Linked DNA regions of Mus musculus: regions 1 and 3 are each linked to region 2. A link is a contact called in public HiChIP or PLAC-seq and Micro-C data. All regions are on one chromosome and are shown on one strand. The core of a region is the stretch at or near the end of the contact, and the rest is flanking DNA. Distances in the headings are between cores, read along the strand shown.

Region 1 (2,700 bases), core at 120-2,619, 190 kb after region 2:
CATGGTTACTTTGTCTGAGGAAGTAGAGTGACAAGAGGTCATGGCAATGACAGGGTTAAAGCACAGATAAACTTGGCAGATGTTTGAGGGACACTGAGAAGACAATGGAGTATGAGAAATTGGTAGTGCAGCTTTGCCAGGAACTCAGGCAATAAGTTCACTTCTTTCATCAACTTTGGCAACCTTGAGCCATTCCCAGACTATCCATGTAGTGTAGACACTGAACAAACCAGCAACCCATGGGCATTCCTTGTTGACTAAGGGTCACCACTTCCCTGGTTCATGTAGGGGGAGAGGAAACTCCTTTTAGACCTTTGTGTCATGACCATCAACAACAGAGCAAGGATACTCCCAAGAAAGACAGAGTTAACAAGACTATGCTCAGCTCTCCGCAAGTCATAGGTGAAATGTTCAGAGACCATGGGAAAGAGGAATCCTGCAATAATCTCCCAGGGGTTACTCTGTGTGCCTCTAGGGTTTCTACTTTGGCTTGGTTTGCAGATTAAGATCTCACAGCCAGGACTCAAGTGCAAATGTAGCAGGAAGTACTCAGAGGGAGCAGGTAGAAGGAAGGCTGGGAGGAGTAGGAAGCTGGTGAACCTAAGAAACATTCTTAGGTTTCTGGGCTACTGTTGATGTGCCTCAGAGTTATATCCAGTGACCTCAGAATACCTTTAAGCTTGTCCTTGAGGCTTAGCACCCTGCCCTTCTAATCCATCCTATAACCCCCAATGATGGGATCCTTAGACTCATGCCCAGATCAAGAGACACCAAGCAGACAAGCCTTTTGTGTGCCACCAGCAGACACAGAGATGCAGGACCTCAGAATGGGTCTTACAGTGACCACTCTGGAACTCACATGACAGGCTCGGAGTGCTATGCTCTTGGGCTGTTAATTGGCTGTCCTGGGGCAATGGAGACAGATAGCAGGTCTCCTGAGTCATTCTGGCAGGGGCATTCCAGAACAGGGTAGGATGTCCATGGTTTTATAATGATGTGCTTCCACTTTATTAACACCAATCACTGAGCATCTGTCCCATAGGGACTGATCTGGGCCCTAGGTATGTCACAGTGGCTTATATGTCATCTTCTCTTGGTGTAGGTCAGACAGATGGCTTAGTAAACAATGCCTGTGCATTTGCCACAGCACACAGGAACCCAGACAGCTCAGAAGAGGAAATCGGATCCCCTGGATCTAGAATGCCAGTAGTTTTGAGCCACTTCTGCAAGCGATAAGAATCGCTGATCCCTCTCTCTATCTTGGCACTCACTTCCTTAAACTGTGAACTATGACCTCTCTGTGTGCATGCCTCCTATATGGACCTGGTCCAGCGGGACAGCCAAAACAAACCTCTGTGGTTACTACAGAAGGCTCTAGAAGGCACAAGGAACATTGAGCAATCTTTCTAAATGTTGACACCAAATAGTGTGAGTGAATGTGGTGGTCATGAAAATCTTGTCAATAGTAAAAGGCTTCTGACCACAAAATGGCCAAGATTAAATCAAGATCAGATGGGCAATGGATCAAGGTATCTCTGGCAGCACTTACCCTCTGAACATCACAAGACTGTACTGCAGCCTCAGTCCTGAACAGTGGGAGTAGGCACTGCAGAAAATACCTTGCTCAGATTCAAGGCCGCTGTAGATTATGGTGGTTTTTTTTTTTTTGGTTTTTTTTTTTTTTTTTGGTTTTTTGCTGTTTATACAGGTTTCTGCTCTTATAGAAACAATGGCTTAATTACAAAAAAGAGGACTTAATATTTTACTGCCATCATTCCTCAGCATATGTCAAATTGATGTATCTTTTCATTGTATTAGTGTTAGATAGCTTATTTTAAAAATTGCTACTTGACCAGACAAAGTCCCCTAGCTCTGAGCATGGAGAGTAGACACAAAGTCTCATGAGATACTCAGGAGGCTACTTGCAACTCATACCTGCTGGTTCAGGGAAAATGAGTTTTCTTCAAAGGAGTGTCACTGGGTGTGTCTATCCAACTCTGGGCAGGCTCTATGGTATTTTTATTTTTATTTGTGTGTGTGTGTGAGAGAGAGAGAGAGAGAGAGAGAGAGAGAGAGAGAGAGAGAGAGAGAAGGAGAGAGAGGGGAGAGTTTTTGTTTTGGTGTTTATTTTTTGTTTTGTTGGATTTTGTTTTGGAGGTGAGGGGGTGGGGAAGGGAGAGACAGAGGATAAAGAGACAGGGAGAAACAGAGAGAAACATGAAGTTAGTAGATAAGAAGAAGGATAGGAAGGATCTTGGGAGAGTTGGGAAAGGGAAATGAGTATGATTAAAATATATTTCAGAAAAAAAAGGAAGTGAAAAATGCTATTTGAGCTGCTGACTTGCATTTTAATCTAAGTCCAATAATTTTTGTTTGTGACTGGGACAGAATCTCAGACAATTTCAGTACTACACTAACACACTTTAACCATTTCCTACTATGCATTTATAGGAAAAGGCAACCTCAGTGTAGATGATCTAAGAATCAAAATATCGATCAACTCAGAAAAAATTAGCCAGAAACAGAGAAAACGACCCCAAATGTAGGGGGAGCAGCGGAGCATGGGAGTGGACAAGAAGTGTCAGCCAAAATAATGCCAGGTTTGTGAGAAGAAAGGGGTATTTCTTACAGGGTATGTCCTTAATCTTTTACAAGCTTTGAAAGGGTCAAAGGCGGGCTGCTGGGAAGACTATATAGACA
Region 2 (2,700 bases), core at 181-2,680:
GACCTTTGCTGGTTCATGGTGGGCTTCCTACACACCTGTAAAGGACATCTCATCTTACGGGTGACAGGCCAGTATGATTAGCTGGCTGATGGGCATCTTGAACCGGAGCCTCATGCCCGTCTTGGTTCAACTATAGTTTGTCAACAACCCCCTCAACTCCAGCTTCACCAAATGAAAGGTTATTCCCCTGCAGTTAACATATCCCCCAAGATTCCTGTCCTGGATTCCAAAATGCTAGCCCAACTTCCTGTCTTCTGCTTTGTGCACTCTTCTCAGAGTCCTCTGTCTCTGAATCTAACTTCCTTTTCCAGGCTTACATGGGTCTCCAAGTCTCCACCCTCCAGAGCATTCCTAGATCTCCTTCACCTGACGCTAGACATCACCTTGGATTCCATATGTCTACCTGGATCTGCCATTGCCTCTCCATTTCATTCAAGAGACCACTACCCAAAATCTCCAGTCTCAAACACAGAAAAGACTCCTAGAGAGTGCAATTGTAAATTTGGCACCTGTGGAATGTCATGTTGACTAAAGGGGACTCTACAGGGAACACTACCTACCTACAGAGGAAGCTTAAATAAAGGAAATACTGGTATGAGAGAGACAAGAGGCAAGTACTCAAGGGCCAATGCTCTTCAGAATCCCCGGCCCCAGCCTGAAGACTAAAGCTGAAGACCCCTCTTGGCCCGATGCCCATACGGCCAGCCTGATTTCCTAACACCTCGCCCTGGTCCCTCAAGGGAAATCGAAGTTCTTCCAGGAGATCTGGCAGCGACTTCACCATCAGCCAAGAAGGCCCTGAGCAGATTTCCCTGTTTACCTCCCCTGGGGGCAGACACCGGTCATAGCGAGCGGCTATTTGAGGTCTAGTGACAGCTGTGTTCCATTGTAACTCATTGGCATTCGGCCGTCTCAGGGTGGGCCTAGCCTCCTCACCAAGGTCGCCTAGTAGTCCCGGGGTCGGGACTCCCAGGCCAGGCCTCCAGGAGACGCTGTTCTCCGCAGCCTGCCCACCCTAGAGGGATCCTGGCTCTCAGGCAGGGAATAAAGGTCGGTGTCGGTGGCCTCTCTGACTGCACCACCTCTGACCCCACCTTGGCTACCCCGAGTCCCGGACCACCGATGATCTTCCAAAGCCGCAGGGAGAATGAACTCTGGCGGCAAGGTCCAGCCCTTCCTCCGGCCTCCAGAGTCCAGCCTGCGTGGTCATTTCGGCCTGTCCCGCCGCACCCCCGTACTCCCCGTCCTGTGCCTACATCCCCCACAGCCCGCCGCTCCAAGGGACAGAAGACAGAGGACAGCCTAGAAGACGAACCAGTCGGCAGCACGCTCACCTCTTAGCCAGTGCCTCCACGGACCCGTACCCTGGCCCAGGCCAGCAGGGACAGCGGACCGCAGGGTCCGCGGATTGGTCGCCACGAGCGCGCCCCGCCCCCTAGTGGGCTCCGCCCCCCGTAGGCTAGGAAGGCGCTGCGCGCGCACCTCCAGCTGCAAAGGCGGTTCCGGCCGTTGGTTACGTGATCTTACGTGAGTTTGAGCAGGGCCCCTAGCTAGCAGATCCCGGATTTACCACCAGCGTCTATCCAAGGCCGCGCCTGCGCAGAACACCGCAGTGGTTGGGGGCAGAGCTATTTGACAAAGTTGGGACAAGCTCCAGCTGCGCAGCTAGGCATTGGTCAGCAGGTTGCTGGAAGCAGGATTTTTCTAGCCTTCCGGGGTGCCTCGGTGGGTCAAGTCTTGGCGTAGGGCACGGCCGGGGTGGGATGGGAAGGCTGGCGCAGCTTTGTATTTCTTGAATCATTCCGCTTTAAATCCCACTCATGATCTTAATTAAAACCTGGTCATTAGAAAATCCTGCCTGACACTTCCAGTTCCCGGTAAATGTTGATCATGCTTCCACCTACTGCTAAAGCTTTACGAAGTCGCCTCCCTACTGCCACCAGCCAGCTAGACCTCTTCTTGCTGAGAATAGAATGTCTCTGGTCACTTCTTTCGTTGAACATTTAGTTTAGCGAAACAGTGCTTTTTCCTCCCTTTAAAATATATCTAATCCTCTAGAAAACTAACTGGCCTCTGTCTTAATACAGACCGTGTCTTTCTCTAGGGTGGAAGCCGGCTATTTCAAGTAGAAATGCCCACGAGATTGATAGCTCCTTCAACTTCCCAAATGCCTTGTTCTTTTAACTAGCTCCTGCTGCAAAGAGGCGATCTAGCCACTGAATTAAGCCAATTACCTGAAATAAAAGTTCTTACAAGGTGAAGTTAGTTTAAACTATGACTTCAATAGATATTGATGATTATATCTTGGAATACACGTGTGTGTGTGTGTGTGTGTGTGTGTGTGTGTGTGATAAGCCATAAACTGTTTTGCTACACAGAAGAATGAAATCTCGATTTACAACCCAGTTTGGAATATAAGTAAAACCATTTTGTGTGATTTGAAATAATGTAATGTTTTCAAGATGTGTTATGGAGCCAACCACATGGCAGCTCCTATGAGCCAAGCAGGCTTCGATATGCTGATGAACCAACCCTGAGCTGGGAGTCCCTTAATCTTTATAATAGCATGGTATTATAGGGAGTGTTTGTGTGAATAAACTGAGCATATTCAAAAGGGAAATCTATGTGTACGAAAAATGAGACAGAAGTATTTAAACTCTAGCTCAACAGGCTGAGACTGCTTTATTGGACCAGCAAGGG
Region 3 (2,700 bases), core at 67-2,566, 160 kb after region 2:
ATCCTCATGGGAACCTTTGGGAGTCACAGTGTGGAAATAAGAAGCCATTAATAGGAAGTTGGGTGCAGCTTATGGATGCACAGGCTACCCCATCTTCATCTTCACCCGACCTCAGTGTGAGGAAGGTAGCATAAGCCTGCTAAGTGGTCTGAGCTCTGCTCACAGATCCTGTATGCTGGGACCTCAGAAGAGAAAATGTTGTCTTTGGGCCATGGCTTCCTATCTTGTTTATTCAGTTGGTAAGAGAAAAGCCAAAGAAGACATGAGAGGCACACCCACAGGTTTAAAAGACTGAACACAAAACAGAAAAGGACCTGCCCTGTGTTCCCTAATATTAAAGCCAGGGCAGAGAGAGATGTGTGTGTGTGTGTGTGTGTGTGTGTGTGTGTGTGTGTGCGCACATATGTCTGTTTGTTTTGCATCTGTGTATTGCTTTATTTTTTTGGCATTCTGCCTTTTCCCTACAGGACTTGAGAATGAAGAGGAAGCAGAGAAAAATAGTCAGTGTTAAACTGGTATTTGGAAATCAGTAGTTTCAGTGTGTGGTGCTGGATAGAATGCAGAATGTAAGTCTTTATATTAAAACATAATTCAGTTCTCTGGGGACTTAAGAGAAATGCAAATTCCTCGGCCCACCCTAAATTCAGTGATTTGTATACATGCTCAGTTGCAAGGGCCACACTTCTAAGAATAAGGAAACTCTCTTCTTTAAAACAGATACAGCTCGCTGGGTGTGGTGGCGCATGCCTTTAATCCCAGCACTTGGGAGGCAGAGGCAAGCAGATTTCTAAGTTCAAGGCCAGCCTGGTCTACAGAGTAAGTTCCAGGACAGTCAGGACTATACAGAGAAACCCTGTTTTGGAAAAAACAAACAAACAAACAAAAACAAAACAAAACAAAAAAACAAACTAGCAAAAAACCAAAAAACTGGTACAGCTCTCTAAAATGAGGCAGCAAATCACTTCTCTGGGGGGCATTCAAAAGAAGACCCAACAGCCATAAGCCACATGTATGACTAAAAAAGTGAGCACACCCAACAGAGTTGAAACCCCTATCTGGTTGCTCTTTTATTTAGCAACTATTGAGCAATAGGCGACAGGAAGAGAAGAATAGCAGATGTCACATGCTTCAGAAACTCTAAATCCTAGCATCCTCCTCCCTATGCTATGCCCCTGCCTGCTGCTCCTTGTTTTGACTACCAGACTTGGGTCAGTCTATGTGACTACTGACTGTGGTATGGCTTACTGTGGTCATTAGACCTCCCCACAAACCACTGCTTTCCTGCATGCCGCTGCTTCATACCCAGAAAAGGAGCATAGAGGAAGAAGCCATGACCCCTAAACGCCTGGAACTCCAAGTGAGAGGACTGAGGCAACTTCCTGGGCCATGCACAGTGACGCTACTTTCTCTGTCTTTTTGAGTCATGTCTTGTCACCCTTGCGTCACTGATTACTCAGCTGGGCTAAGAAATCCTGGGCTTGTATTTCATTCATAGGGAGAGGTGGGGTTAGAGGAGAAAGCTGCATGCCTTACCATGAGTTTGGTCCCTTGGGCACAATCCCTCAGGCAAATGGATGTTCCAGATTCCTGAGGCTTAGCACTTAGGGTAGATAGGGAGCAGGGAGTAGCTGTTTCCATTTACTTAAAAACATGAGCTATTATGCAAGTGAGGCACATTTGTTGGAGGAAAATCAGCGGAAGTGAAGAAATGAACCCAAACTCTAATCCTCACAACAATGGCTGAAAATGGGTTAGCAGGAAAACTAGCCTATGCATATCTGTCTCTGTCTCTCTCTTTTCCCTCCCTCCCTCCCTCCCTCCCTCCCTCCCTCCCTCCCTCTCTCCTTCCCTCCCTCCCTCCCTCCCTCCTGTGTGTGTGTGTGTGAGAGAGAGAGAGAGACAGAGACAGAGACAGAGACAGAGACAGAGAGACAGAGAGAAACAGACACACACAGAGACAGAGAGAGAGTAAATGTATGCAAATTGGGGCAATAGGAGAATCATGCTGTAATGATATTTTTCTCCATGGAAAGTTTTGTGAATATTTTTCAATTTGCCAAATCCATTATAAAGCTATGGAGCATTCTGTTAATCTTAATGTTTAATTTTCTAAGACTATAATTACTTCTGTGCCTGTATGCATCTGCATTATAAATACTTATGTATGCATATATTACCGTGTTCCTGTGTACATGCATGTGTGCCTATGTGCACATATACATGTATATATCGAGAGAGGTCAGAGGTGGAAGTTGGGTGTCTTCTTCAACCACTCTCTGCACCTTATTACTAGAGGCCGGGTTGCTCACTAAATCTGGAGTTTGCCAGTTTGGCTAGACTGTAGTCAGTGAGCTCCAGGGATCCCTCTGTTTCCAATGCTGGGATTACAGGTGTGTGTTCCCATGCCTGGCTTTTCACTTGTGTGCTGGGGATCTGACATCAGGTCCTGGTGATTACACAGTAGCCATTTTACTGACAGCAGCATCTCCCCAGCTTCATTTTACTTTTAAAGAAATCTTTGTAAAGTACCTCACGTACTTCTTTGCCTTCTTTCCCTCCTGTTTCCAAATCAGAAGCTGGGAATGTGACACAAATTTGTCTGTGGCTGCTTGGGGACAGCTATTATTTTTTTAAACCTAGTGAAAGTAAAGTTGAAAAGAGGAAGTGGCTTGGCAGAAAGAAAAGATATCTGGACTAGAC

Evidence for each region. Hi-C and Micro-C count contacts between places; a contact is called where the count stands out from the background. HiChIP or PLAC-seq counts read pairs in DNA pulled down with a chosen protein or histone mark.
Region 1: a contact with region 2 is called in an H3K4me3 HiChIP or PLAC-seq map of bone marrow-derived macrophages, with 4 times the contacts expected there. The contact joins the enhancer-like site here to the promoter of Gzf1 in region 2. A contact is called at or near these places in 4 of 39 promoter capture datasets (the C10 cell line, liver, neutrophils and 1 more), 1 of 484 Hi-C or Micro-C datasets (liver), 1 of 115 datasets of contacts at active chromatin or transcription factors (bone marrow-derived macrophages) and 2 of 9 other capture datasets (adipose tissue and liver).
Region 3: a contact with region 2 is called in a Micro-C map of muscle stem cells, with 5 times the contacts expected there. The contact joins the enhancer-like site here to the promoter of Gzf1 in region 2. A contact is called at or near these places in 4 of 39 promoter capture datasets (the 3T3-L1 cell line, the C10 cell line, neutrophils and 1 more), 1 of 484 Hi-C or Micro-C datasets (muscle stem cells), 1 of 115 datasets of contacts at active chromatin or transcription factors (bone marrow-derived macrophages) and 1 of 9 other capture datasets (adipose tissue).

The regions. Positions count from the first base shown.
Region 1 is chr2:148,490,965-148,493,664 of GRCm38.p6, reverse strand. No RefSeq gene overlaps it. Among named protein-coding and RNA genes, the nearest start is that of Cd93, 49 kb to the right of the region's middle. Within about 2 kb of position 1,369, at least 50 of the 459 cell types and tissues checked have an H3K27ac peak or open chromatin away from gene starts, as enhancers often do. A contact at or near this core is called in adipose tissue, bone marrow-derived macrophages and liver, where this site is marked.
Region 2 is chr2:148,679,850-148,682,549 of GRCm38.p6, reverse strand. It overlaps Gzf1 (GDNF-inducible zinc finger protein 1), which reads right to left and starts at 1,430. Exons shown (of 6, transcript NM_028986.3): 1 at 1,335-1,430. It overlaps Gm46771 (a long non-coding RNA gene), which reads left to right and starts at 1,606. Exons shown (of 2, transcript XR_001783505.2): 1 at 1,606-1,725; 2 at 2,105-2,272.
Region 3 is chr2:148,520,902-148,523,601 of GRCm38.p6, reverse strand. The region is part of intron 3 of Gm46770 (a long non-coding RNA gene); the gene reads left to right. Among named protein-coding and RNA genes, the nearest start is that of Gm46770, 40 kb to the left of the region's middle. Within about 2 kb of position 1,316, at least 136 of the 459 cell types and tissues checked have an H3K27ac peak or open chromatin away from gene starts, as enhancers often do. A contact at or near this core is called in adipose tissue, bone marrow-derived macrophages, muscle stem cells and 1 more, where this site is marked.